Regions from separate parts of the Sus scrofa genome. Here region 2 is linked to region 1. The links are chromatin contacts, called in public Hi-C maps. All regions are on one chromosome and are shown on one strand. Each heading gives the region's core, a stretch centred on a gene start, on an enhancer-like site or on the middle of the called end of the contact. The rest is flanking DNA. Distances are from core to core; before and after follow the strand shown. Region 1 holds the start of MND1 (meiotic nuclear division protein 1 homolog). Region 2 overlaps TRIM2 (tripartite motif-containing protein 2).

Evidence for each region. Hi-C and Micro-C count contacts between places; a contact is called where the count stands out from the background.
Region 2: a Hi-C map of embryonic fibroblasts shows a contact between it and region 1, with 2.5 times the contacts expected there. The contact joins the enhancer-like site here to the promoter of MND1 in region 1. A contact is called at or near these places in 1 of 5 promoter capture datasets (fetal skeletal muscle) and 5 of 47 Hi-C or Micro-C datasets (alveolar macrophages, embryonic fibroblasts, fetal heart ventricle and 1 more).

The regions. Positions count from the first base shown.
Region 1 is chr8:75,753,380-75,759,899 of Sscrofa11.1, reverse strand. It overlaps MND1 (meiotic nuclear division protein 1 homolog), which reads left to right and starts at 4,130. Exons shown (of 9, transcript XM_005653581.3): 1 at 4,130-4,164. The coding sequence starts at 4,162.
Region 2 is chr8:75,867,552-75,874,071 of Sscrofa11.1, reverse strand. The region is part of intron 1 of TRIM2 (tripartite motif-containing protein 2); the gene reads left to right. Among named protein-coding and RNA genes, the nearest start is that of TRIM2, 69 kb to the left of the region's middle. Within about 2 kb of position 2,326, at least 21 of the 83 cell types and tissues checked have an H3K27ac peak or open chromatin away from gene starts, as enhancers often do.

The sequences.
Region 1 (6,520 bases), core at 2,881-5,380:
ATTTTCTCCCATTCTGTAGGTTGTCTTTGTTTTCTTTCTTTCTTTCTTTTCTTTTTTTTTTTTGGTCTTTTATTTTTTTAGGGCTGCACACGCAGCATATGGAGGTTCAAAGGCTAGGCGTCGAACTGGAGCTTGGCTGATGGCCTACACCACAATTCACGGCAACGCCAGATCCTTAACCCACTGAGCGAGGCCAGGGATCAAACCTGCATCCTCGTGGATATCCATCAGATTCTTTCATTTTGTTAATGGTTTCCTTTGCTTTCCTTTGTAAGTTTGATTAGGTCCCACTTTTTAATTGTGTTTTTATTTCTATTGCCTTGGGAGACTGACCTGAAAAAATATTGGTACGATTTATGTCAGAGAATGTTTTGCCTGTGATCTCCTCTTAGAGTTTTATGGTGTCATGTCTTATGTTTAGTCTTTAAGCCACAAGATGTATTTCTTAAGACTTAAAAGTCAAAATTACTCCTTGATCCATAAGCTGCAGAATGGATGTTGTGTTAGCAGTTAACACACACACAACATTTATCAGTTAAGTTCTCTGTGTTGTATGGGTGTGGCCTGTGGTACTCCACAGCAATTACAATGGTCACATCAAGGAGTTCCCTTTGTGGCTCAGCAGTTAACGAACCTGAGTAGCATCCATGAGGACGTGGGTTCGATCCCTGGCCTAGCTCAGTGGGTTAAAGATCCAGAGTTGCCATGAGCTGTGGCATAGGTCACAGACTCGGCTCAGATCCTGCATTTCTGTGGCTGTGGTGTAGGCTGGCAGCTGTAGCTCCAATTCATCCCCTAGTCTGGGAACCTCCCATTGGCTGAGAGTATGGCCCTAAAATTGCAAAAAAAAAAAAAAAAAAAATCACCAATCAGAGATCACCATAACACATAAAGTTATCATTAAAAATGTGTACTATTGCAAGAGTCACCAAAATCTAACAGAGAAATACAAAGTGAGCAGATGCTGTTTGGAAAATGGCACCAATCGACTTGCTGGTCAAAAGCTTGTGCAAACTTTCAATTTGTTAAAAACACAATGCCTACAATAAAGTGAAGCATAATAAAATGAGGTCTGCCTATACTGGCACATCTTTGCCCCAGGCTCTGTTTTTCTCAGAATTCAAATTAAGATATAGGCAGAGGATCCTGGGTTCCCAGCTTCCCATCTAGAAGGAAGGTTGTGGGGACAGAGGGGCATGCCCCTTTGCCCCTGCAGACTCTCGGCCACAGGGAGGGATGTGGCTGGAGTGGGGCCAACATGGCCTCTGGAGCAAGGTCTAGGGCAAGGGCCACTTGCCCAGGTGGAACAGAAGCACTGACTGGAATATAAACTGCTAAACAGTGTGGCCTGGCTGGTTCATCCTCACATACTTTGTAGGCAGCAGATATTTAATTTTTTTTTTTTTTTTTTTTTTGCTTTTTAGGGCTGCTCCTGCAGCATATGGAGTTTCCCAGGCTAGGGGTTGAATTGGAACTGCAGTTGCCAGCCTACATCATAACCACAGAAACATGGGATCCAAGCCGCATCTGCGACCTGCACCACAGTTCACAGTAATGCCAGATCCTTAACCCATTGATCGAGGCTAGGGACCAAACCCACATCCTCATGCATCCTAGTCGGGTTCATTAACCGCTTGAGCCATGAAGGGAACTCCCCGGATATTTAAATTTTTTGAAAATGAAGTTAATGTGTGCCTCAAGTTTTTGCAAAACAAGAATTTTTTTCAATAAACAAATGCCATTTGCAGCTACCTGGATGGACCTGGAGATTATCATGCTAAGTTGAGCATGTTAGAGAAAGACAAACAATGTATGTTATTGCTTATATGTGGAATCTAAAATATGACACAAAGGAACCTATCTACAAAACTGAAATGGACTCACAGACATAGACCACAGACTTGTTGTGGGGGGAATGGAGAGAAGCATTGGGAGTTTGGGATTATCAGATGCAAACGATTATATAGATAAACAACAAGGTCCCTGTATAGCACAGGGGACTATAGTCAATATCCTGTACCAAACCATAATGGAAAAGAAAATAAAAAAGAATGTATATGTATGCATAACTGCGTCACTTTGCTGTACAGCACAAATAAACACAACATTGTAAATCAACCATACTTCAATCAATCAATCAATAAAGACCATTTGGATACCATAACAAATGCTAGACGGTGGATACATGATCCAGAATTACGATGCTACAAATACTTATTTGCTTTCATACTTTACATAGTACATCTGCTTGCCCATAATATTGCAAAACTTGGAGTGTCTGAAGACATCTGAACGGTCTATCAGATAATTTCAGAATTCCATTGGTGAAAATAGTAAATAGGAAAGCACTACTCGATGTAAATATTTTTAAAGTAAAATACCCTTCGTTTTTTTACTTGAAAACCATGTCTAGATATCCCTAAGTCAATGACAAGATGGTGTTTTTAGATAGCTGGTACATTTATTTAATCCACATTTACTGAATGTTTATCATGTGTCAGGCATGCTAGGCCTTAGTGATACCAAATAAATGGTGTGCTTAGTCGCTGCCACAGAAAGAAGTTGATATCATAAGGAAGCTGCTCAAGTAAATAATTACAAAATGGATCTGAGGTGCTGTGATGCAACTGTACAGAGATCTTATCTGCTTGTGGGGTGGGGTGAGGAGGCAGAGAGGAAAAGATTCCTAGGTGCTACCTCTGAGCTGTTCAAAGGATGGGTAGGAGTCACCCAGGGGAAGAAAGGCTATTCTTGATGGAACAAGCAGCCTGGGAGCAGATAAAGGCGAGGCCTCCCACAAATGTCACCTTTATTTTTTTTCCTTTTTGTGGCTGCACCTGCAGCATACGGAAGTTCCCAGGCTAGGGGTTGAATTGGAGCTGCAGCTGTAGGCCTTTGCCACAACCACAGCAACACCAGATCCAAGCTGCATTTGTGATCTATGCCACAACTTGTGGCAACAAGGATCCTTAACCCTTTGCGCCAGGCCAGGGATTGAACCCACTTCCTCAGACACTATGTTGGGTTCTTAACCTACTAAGCCACAACAGGAACCTCCACCTTTATGATTTCTGACAACTCTATAGCACGTGCATAATTACTTAATATTTTTCTTAAATATCCCTTCAATTTTTTACTAACATACCTACTTTGGCTGTATCTTGAGCAACACGTGAGAAATCTAGGGTATGGTGCCTTAATTACACATTTTCTAATACTAGAATTAGAATGCCAAATGACTACACTTTCACAGTTTTAAAATTATTTCATGTTGTACAACTGAATATCGAGCTCTAAGAAATATTAAATTAGTGAAACCCTAAGCAATTCAATATATCCCTTACCTTACTTCTGTAAGAAACAATAGCAGATATAAATTTGTTTTAGATGCCACTCTATTTCTAGTAAACTTAATGTCCTTTAAAATATATATCTATATCGTACAATAACTTTCAGTATAATTGAAAAGTCTGAGTTAATTTTCTAGCATCTTGAGGAGGAGGGTCCTGAGCTTTTGATCCGAATCGTCATCTCTTGTCAAGTAATGCGGTAGCAAATTTTCGACCATTTTGATTTGAAATTCGGTCTCCTTCATAAAAAAAAAAAAAAAGTCAAACATACAAACAAAGGGATTTTAAAAAGCTAGAAAAGCAGTAGAAAAAAAAGCGAGAAGTTAAGGCGTGAAATTAGAAGAAAGTCCGCTCCAAACCACGCAAATCCTGATGGATTTCCTTCCCCTGCAACAAAACTGCGTGTTTTTAAATAAAGGCAAACTTAGGCCGCGTTTCCGCTGAGCGAAGACGTAAAGGCGAGGGCTTTCCTCTCCAAAAAAAAAAAAGTCACAGTCACCAAGAGGGAGAGAAGAGGGGACTTTACTCGCCTGAATCTCCCCTGCTTGCCTGCATCTTCCTCTTTCCGCGGCAACTCGATTCCCCTTCGCGCGGACCTTCGGAGCCAAACGGGCCCCGCCCCCAGGAAGGCCCCGGCCAGCCTCTTGGAGGGGCCGCCAGGGGTCGCTGCGCGCTCTCTGGGCTTCCTTCACCTCCTCCCCGCCGCAGCTCCGCCCCGGGGGCGGGGTCGGCGCCAAAATCAAAACCTCGGGGCCCGCCCCGCCCCTCGCGGCGCACATGCCCCGCCCCCGGAAGACGTGCCGTCCGCGCCATGGTAAGAGTTGGGGGCGCCCTCCCCGGTACCCTTTACCCCCGTGGCGGGGCCGCCGAGCCTCTTGGCCGCGTCGGACGGCCCTGCGTCGGCCGTCCGGGCGGGCAGCGGTGCCGGCTTTCGCGCCAAGTCGGCGCCTCGGCTGTCCCTCGCTTTCCCACCCCCGCGGCCCGAGCCGAGAGGCTGAGGCGCCGCGCTGGGACCCCCGCCCTCGTGCTCCAGCGCCCTCCCGGGCGGGTTAGTTCAATACGGAGCGTTGGAAAACGTGCCCCGAGTATTTCCTAAAGCCAGCAGCATAAGCAAGACCACGAGTCGCTGCCCGAGCACAGCGCCTAGGCTCCCGCCCCCGACCGAGCACAGGAGGAGGGGGCGCAGAGTTGCCCAGGGACCCGCTTGACCTCGGACGGTTGCGTGGTTGCAGACGCTATAACACTAGAGTACATTTCAGAATCGCGTAGTCTCCAGGGTGACCTAACGAATCTGCACACTGTGCCACTTAGATATTTCTGCGAAAATGCGTTGGTTTTTACCGAAAGGCGGGAATCCCTGTCCTTTTGTGCTTCAAAGGGACTGCTAGTTGGTTGGGAGTTAGTCGCTTTATTAGGGAAGCACTGAGTCTTTGTTGCATGCAAGGATGGAAGGTTAAGTCCTGGGAAGATTCCAAATTGTCTTTCCCTTTGTGAATTTGATGTCTTTCCGCTCATCAAATCATTTTTTATAAACCTCCCAGGTTTTATCCTATTCCTTCCTTGCTCGCCCCGCCCCCGCCCCCGCATCTCTTCTGTTGGTGGAGTCAACCTCTAATGAAATGAATCTGAGCTTTTAATATCTTAATTAAGTGGCCGTTATTTTATTAAGCTAATGGTGGACAGGGATCTAGTTTGCATGGCGTTTATTTGTAGGTACTTGTCCAGATGTAGTTATAACTGATAACGGCTTCTTTGTGGTTTAACTTAACAGCCCAGCCACCTGGGCATACACACTGGTGTAGGAAGCCAAACAGGCCCCCACTTCAATCAGGAACCTGTGCTCCCTGATATATTTTTTATAGAGTTACTGCCCTGATAGAACTAACTGCTGAGAGCTCTGCAGTACACGTGCATTAACTTTTTCTGTTTTTGTCTTTTTACTTAATCTGTCTCTACACCTGAATCACTTTCTAATTACTAAATGGTTTCATGTACTAACTTTTCTGATGTTTACCTCGTGATGGAGAAACATGAAACAAACTAGTTCTCATAAGATACACACTTCCTATTTTTCCTGCATTATTAGGAAATAAGTTTAGTGTTCTGTTGATCAAAGATAATTTTTGTTCTCTGTTAATACGTGTTTCAGTTTGGTTACACTTGCTGCATAAACAGTTGTTATTGAGTCCAGGCATATTTTTGGAATTGGAGAAATGCAATATGGTCTCTCACTTCCAAGGGTAGCAGTTATTACCTACTTTTAATTTTTCACAATGTTATTGCAGTTGATCAATTGGACTGACTTGAGGAATGCTGTAACTCCTAATTGGAGAAGGTTCTTTCATTGCCTCAAGTCGAGTTCACTTACTCATTTGAGTACATCTCTAACTTACACTATGGGGATTTTCTTTAATCTTAAGTATTACAGGAGATCTTGTTGATTTGGGGGAAGGGAAATTTCCAAATTTAGATTAGTATGGTATCCTTTTTCATAAGTTTTTGTTTTTTTGTTTTTGTTTTTCAGGGTCGAACTTGTGGCATATGGAAGATCCCAGGCTAGGGGTCAAATCGGAGCTGTAGCTGCTGGCCTACGCCACAGCCACAGCAACTCCAAATCTGAGCTGCATCTGTGACCTACACCACCGCTCACAGCAACGCCAGATCCTTAATCTGCTGAGCAAGGCCAGGAATTGAACCCGTGTCCTCATGGATACTAGTCAGATTCGTTTCCACTCATATACTCTCCTGCTGTGGTTAATAATAAAACCTATTTGTAGTCAGAAACAGACTGATGAATAAATTAGCCTGAAATCAGTGTTGTCAGTTGATAGATCTCATCCATGTTTCCTGAGTAACTTTCACAGCTGCTAAGCTGACTGTTGAGGGCTTTCCTGAAGCTGTGTGCCCTCAGGGCATCAGGTTCTCCTAGATGCCTCCTAGATTCTCCCAGATCTCAACAGCCTCTGTGCGGTAGATTGTTATAGAGTCCAGGGGCTCTCAGGGAGCAGTTTTTTTGTTTTTGTTTTTTGCATTTTATGGACTCAGATGTGGCATATGGACATTCCCAGGCTAGAGGTCAAATTGGAGCTGTAGGTGCCGGCCTTTGCCACAGCAACTCAGGATCCGAGCCTTGTCTGTGACCTACCCTGCAGCTTACAGCAACGCTAGAT
Region 2 (6,520 bases), core at 1,077-3,576, 120 kb before region 1:
TGGCGGCTTCAGCCTAGAGCCCGGCTTCAGTCCCCGCGGGCCGTGCGCGCCTCTTCTGACGCCGTCGCGCAGTAAGTGGGTCCTCTCTCGGCTGCGGCCCGGGCCCAACCCGGCCATCTGGAGTCTCTGCTCCGGGCAAGGTCCGCGTGGACCTAGGTGTGCGGAGCCGCGGGAGACTCCGCTTCCGGGTCCTGGCGGGGGACCGGGGGTTGGGGGGGGCGGGGACCTGCTGCCAGGCCCGCGCCTGCCTGGGTCTCCGGGGGCGGGGACCCTCCGCCAGTCTCGAAAGCTGTGCCCCGAGCTTCGGAAGTAAAGCTTTTCACGTCATTTTGCACTGAGGGAAAAAAGAAAGAAAGAAAAAGATGCTCTGTAACCTTAAAGCGGTAGATTTAATCCTTGTTCAGAAGATGGGTTTCCTTCTCTCTTTACATTTTGGTCGTTTCCCTACTACTGAAATCAATTGCCTTCCTAATTAGCCTTCACGCTGACCCTCTGCCCGAGTTCATACTACCGTCTGGCTTCTTAGAGGAGGGAGATGTTGATGTTTGAGGGTTTTCAGGGTTTGTGTGTTTTGTTTTTTTGATTAATAAATCCTGAAAATACATGCCCCGTATTGAAAACTGCATGTGCACAAATTAGGTAGGAGGCCAGGAGTGGGCAGGAGGGTTTGTCGCATGAAATGCCTGTCAGATCCCAAGCATTCTTTGAACCCTAAACTGGTTCCCACCAGTAATTCAATCCCCACAAGCCTCGGGTTCATTCTTCACCCCTTCCCTCCCGCTCGAATATACCAACCTTACTTTATGAGCAAAGACAGCGTTAGATTCGGCTGTTTGGTAAGTGGTTACTGTTAAAGCACCTGGAGTTCCAGATATGCAAAGAGGTAGCGAACCCAGGGTGGGAGGGGTTGTTGTTCCTGTGGGAGTAGGTATGTCGATGCCCTTCCCCCCCCCCGGAAACAGTTTTTAGCCCATTTTGTTCTTAAACTGGAGAGTTAACTTTCCCATCAATCATTGTAGAACGCAGTTACGGACTTCTTGCGGGGCTCCTTGTATTTCCGGGTTCCATGACTAGAGAGGTGGCAAAGTTACCTTGCTTGTTTCTAGCTCCGCTGTCCTGACCTCTAGTCTCAGACTGCCACGTGATTTCACCCCTGGCAGCCCTAGTACCTGCCTTGTGGCTGAAAGAAACAAAAGAGCAGGAATGACTCACAATCCTCTGGCTACCTCAACCTTAACCAAAGATGCAAAGTATTTGATTAAATTCTTTATGACGCAGGTTCCATTGTTTCCTTCCTCTTCAAATCTAGGTCCATCTAGCAATTAAAGATCAATTTAAAAAACAAACAAAACCTCCACCTGTCTCCTCCTTTAGAGTAAACAGGGATTTGATTGAGTTGGGGGTGGCCACCCACACTAATAAACTGTTTTTCTGGTGAGATAATTCCGTCATATTCGGGCTGGCACACAGGATGGATGGCACCAGATCTGCTCTCTCACCCGCATGTTTACACATTCTTTTCCTAGGACGCTCCCTTTTTTTTCTATCATTTTCTATACTGTCCCCTGTGAGGTACATACCATGACTCTATTTTGCATCATAGAATCTAGGATATCATTACTTTTCAGTGTCAAGCTTGTTTAGATCACAGTGTCCCTTTATCAGTATTCTCAGAACATTTTCCCAAATCCCACCTTTATTTTCCTGGAAAACTCTTTCATCTATTCAATCCTCCATTGGAAATGCCTTCGTATCTTTCAAAAGTAAAGATGGCGCCTACATCTGGGATTATTTTTCTTGCATCATTTTCCTGTTGACATGCATGGTTTCCTGATTGTCTGGTCAGCTTGTTATTTTTGCTTCATATGGAAACACACATGGAAAGAACTTCTAATCTAATGTAAATGGGTTAGGGAGTCTCCCTGAGCATTAACTGCGGACACACTGATCTGTTCTTTGGTCTGCCCTTGGGTTGAATTCTGTCCTTGGAATTTCTGTCCACTGCTTACTCTAGAAAGAAGCTAGATATTTACCTTGGGGCTCAGGAGTGACTTGTTTATTTGACCTTTTCTGCGTGGCTGTAACTCACCACCTCTCCAGCTACTGCTTGTTGAGAATTTGGCCTGTTAGGCAGAGAACACCCAATCTGGTAATACAGCAGTGCTCAAGGAACCTTTCAGAGTGTCAGCCTGAAATCCTAAAGTCTGGAAAGATAACATCATCAGAACTTTCTTCTTCTCTCATTACTCCATGAAAAATGACATTGCTTGGTTTATAGCAAAGCTATCTTGGACTATAAATTCCCCAAAGACAATCTCAGCTTGATTTAGGTTCTAAAAGTTCATGCTGGCTGGTGCTGGCAAGATGCTTCCAATGCTGCTGCTAATGATGCAGATAATGGTTGACCTTTAGGGTTGCATGAGAAAATACTTTTCAGGATATCTGTTTGTGAGGCCTCTCTGAGACTTTCATCTTAAAAACCTTGAGTCAAGGCTGAGGGACTGTCATACTCTGTCACCCGCATTATTTTGTTGTTGTTATTTGGTTTTGGTTTTGGTTTTGGTTTTAATGCCTTCTCTTGTGGCATATGGAAGTTCCTGGGCTAGGGGTCAAATTAGAGCTGCAGCCTCAGGCCTACACCACAGCCACAGCAATGGCAGATCCTTAATCCACCGAGTGAGGCCAGGGATTGAACCCGAATCCTCACGGACACTATGTGGGATTCTTAACCCGATGGGCCACAGTGGGTACACCGGCATTATTTCTTACACCCTTATATATCAGACCTTAAGGCTGACCTGCCAGTTAGCAGGTCTGAAAAAGTCCCTGCAAGTTATCTGTGAGTTTAGTTTATTTCTTTGACATGCTCAGTGTCTGTGCTTAGAGTTAGGAGAAATGGGTAAATCAAGCTTTGAGATAAGCAGCTAGAGGAGAAATGAAGGGGAGTAAATCTAGTGATGCAGAACTGACTATTTACTAGCTATTCAGCTTTTCTGGGTTTTTGTTTGTTTTGTTTTGTTTTGTTGTCTTTTTAGGGCTGCACTTGCAGCATATGGAGGTTCCCAGGCTAGGGGTTGAGTCAGAGCTACAGCTGCCGGCCTACACCACAGCTCAAGGCAACACTGGATCCTTAACCCACTGAGCGAGGCCAGGAATCGAACCCTCGTCCTCACGGATGCTAGTCGGGTTCGTTAACCACAGAGCCACGATGGGAACTCCAGGTTTTATGTATTTTTAAAAGTAGCGGAAGAGTTCCCAATGTGGTTTAGCGGGTGAAGAACCCAACATAGTGTCCGTGGGAATGTGGATTTGATCCCTGGCCTCGCTCAGTGGGTTAAGAATCCAGCACTGCCGCAAGATGCTGTGTAGGTCACAGATGCGACTTGGATCCGATGTTGCTGTGGCTGTGGCTTGTCCTCAGCTGCAGCTCTGGTTTGACCTCTAGCCTGGGAACTTCCATATGACACAGGTAAAAAAGAAAAAATACTAAAGATTTTAGTGGAAATGCAACCTCAGAAAGTGAGCTGTTGTTGGCAAATATTTTGTCTTACATTCTGATTCCTTCCTATGTAAAACTATTATTTTTGCATATCCTGCCTTTGATTCTTTTCTTAAGCCTTGACCCAAATATCCTCTTCCTCAAATTTATAGTATATTCTTCTTTTTCATAACATACTGGATGGCTAGATGAAATTTATTTAGGCAGAAGGGCTGGCCAGGAAGATTTGGGTGTGTCCTTGAGTCAAACACTGTATCTGTCAGCATCTTTATTAATTTATGATGGTGTAGAAGGTCTCAAATAGAAGCTGGGGTGCTGATTCATTTCCGCCTTAACTGTAGTCAAATGAACCCACACACACACTTCTGGAACCAGAGCAATTTGTACAGATATGCTGGAGGCGATTGGAGTTCTGGGAGTTGATTAGCCCTTTAAATCACCCTCTCCTTATTGGATATATTTTTCAGGTTTCAGAATGTCTGCTCTTGGAGGGATGTCTTTTTAATAGAATCAATGATTTAAACCAAAATATCAAGAGAGGTGCAAAGTCTTGCTGTATCTCTCATTAGGATCAGGACTAGGGTTTTAGAGCTGTCACCACAGGCCTTCAGGGATGCTGATTTTTTTTATTATTATTTTGTTTTTTAGGCCACACCTGTGGCATACGGAGGTTCCCAGGCTAGGGAATCAGGGTTGCAGCTGCTGGCCTATACCACAGCCACAGCAGCACCAGATCTGAGCCACATCTTTTACCTACACCACAGCTCAGGGCATTGCTGGATCCTTAACCCGTTCAGCGAGGCCAGGGATTGAACCTGCCGCCTCATGGATACTAGTCAGGTTCTTAACCCACTGAGCCACAGTGGAAATTCCCAGGGATGCTGATTTTTGAGGACCAGGAAGTAAACAGGGGTCCCTTGAGAAGAGAGATGTGCCGTAAGCTGAGACGTGAAGGATTAGACCCAGTTTTGTCTTAGATGGTTCTATCCAATTGGGTAGAAGAAAGGAAAGCTGTTTTTTTTTTTTTTCAAGCCCAGTCTGCCAGCCAACAGGATTTATTGAACAAATATTAAATTTCAAGCCCTGGCTTCATGATCTGAAAAGTACAATAGTGTAAAAGGCAGAGCATAAGCCTTGAAGGAATTTTCAAGCCTCAGCAGTACCTTTAGACCTCAGCAAACATCCTTCTCCCACCTGGTCACGGATTTCATCACCTGGGAAGCCAGGTCTAGGCTGTGGTAGAAGCCCCTTTCTGTATAGTTCAGCTCAGGGAAACTTCCTCTTTTTTTTTTTTTTTTTTTTTCTTTTATGGCTGCACCCACAGCATATGGAAGTTCCCAGGCTAGGGGTTGAACTGGAGCTACAGCTGCCAGCCTACACCACAGCCACAGCAATATGGGATCCAAGCTACATCTACAACCTACACCACAGCTCTCGGCAACGCCAATCCTTAACCCATTGAGGGAGGCCAGGGATTGAACCCGTTGGGTTCGTTACTGCTGAGCCACAGTGGGAACTCCCGATTCCTTTGTTCTTGGCTCTTCAACGTGACCTGAACAAAGTGACACTTGCTACCTAACCCCAAGACTCCTGGTCAGTATGTGCCTCTATTTCTATAGCATTCTCCCAGCCACCAAGCAGTTCAACAGCGGCCAGCACCAAAATGATCCATAATGGGGGCAGAGTTATCCTTGAGCCTGGCCTTAAGGACAAGATCAGTTCTCTTTAACCATGAAAATGGCCTCACAGACTAAACAAAGGCACACCTGTCTCCTCTGCTGACTACATGCAATTTATTTAAATTCATGTGACACATTCGACAGTAGGGTCAAAGCTCTATTATAAAACTACCTGAAAGAATGCATTTTCTGGGCCTTGGCTTAGAGATAAAAAAAAGGCATTAGCCACATTGAAAGGGATTTGCATCTTGTTAGCTTGCCTGGATGTCCTTGCTGCTTGCCCAGGAGGGTGCGTGACTATCTTTGTAGCTGGGCAGCCTGCCTTCATTGTAACTCTGCTGGGAGTGGAAATAGTGAGCTGGGGGTGCAGGATGGGGAAGGGAAAGGGCAGGAACCTGTAGGACTCAGAAGAGGGGAAGCAAGAGGTCAGTGCTGACTCCTCCCTTTTTTTTGTGTAGTTCACAGTCAAGGGCTACATCTCGGTTAAGGGCTGCGTCTCAGGGTGCAGTCATCTCTCAGTATTGGTGGGTGAATGGGCTCCTTGCACGCTGGCGGCCCCTGGCTCCCCCGTTTTGTTCTGCATATGTTCCTCTGCTTACCTCTGCCCTGGATTCTGCTTATGAAAGGCAAAATAATCGCCCAGTTCCTCAAAAAAGGAATTGTAAAAGTGAACCTCCTCTTTTAACATGATCAATCAGAAGTCGCCCAAGAAAAGCAAATAAAAAGATACTCACATGGGCTGAACGTTTGCATCTTGGTTGCTGCCAAACAGAAATGGCCAGAAGTAGGTGTCTGTCTCTTTGAAAGCTTAGCTGATAATGAAGCCACTGATCAAAGCCAGACATCACAAACAGTGGTCTCCAGATGCCTGGTGCCATGAAAAAGAAGTCTTTTTTTTTTAAAAACAAAGCTATTTCCACGTTAGACAAGCAATTCCCATCAGTCTGTTGCGACACATAACAACAAATAAGCCTTAGATGACAAATGCCGTTTTTTGGCCCAGGTCACACGGAAGTCACACAGTCAAGTTGTACAGTGAAGTGACTGGGGTGCCGTTTGCTTCGAGGAAGGGTGAGCGGAAGCTGACTGGGGTCTTCTTACTGCTTTTGCTTATTTTCTGTCATCAAGTGGCAATTACCTTTCGAGTGTTCTCCTTTCCTCCCCAAAGTCTCAATCCAGAAACCTGAAGTACAAAGTCATTGATGCCTGAAGGCTAAAACCCACTGCAAGCAGCCAAGCCACCCACCCAAAACACCATGAAAAGATCTGAGAGCTTGAAAGGGGAAGAGGTGGGCGTGGGGGGGGGGGGTCTGTGCAATATACTCCTTTTTCCTGGAACATT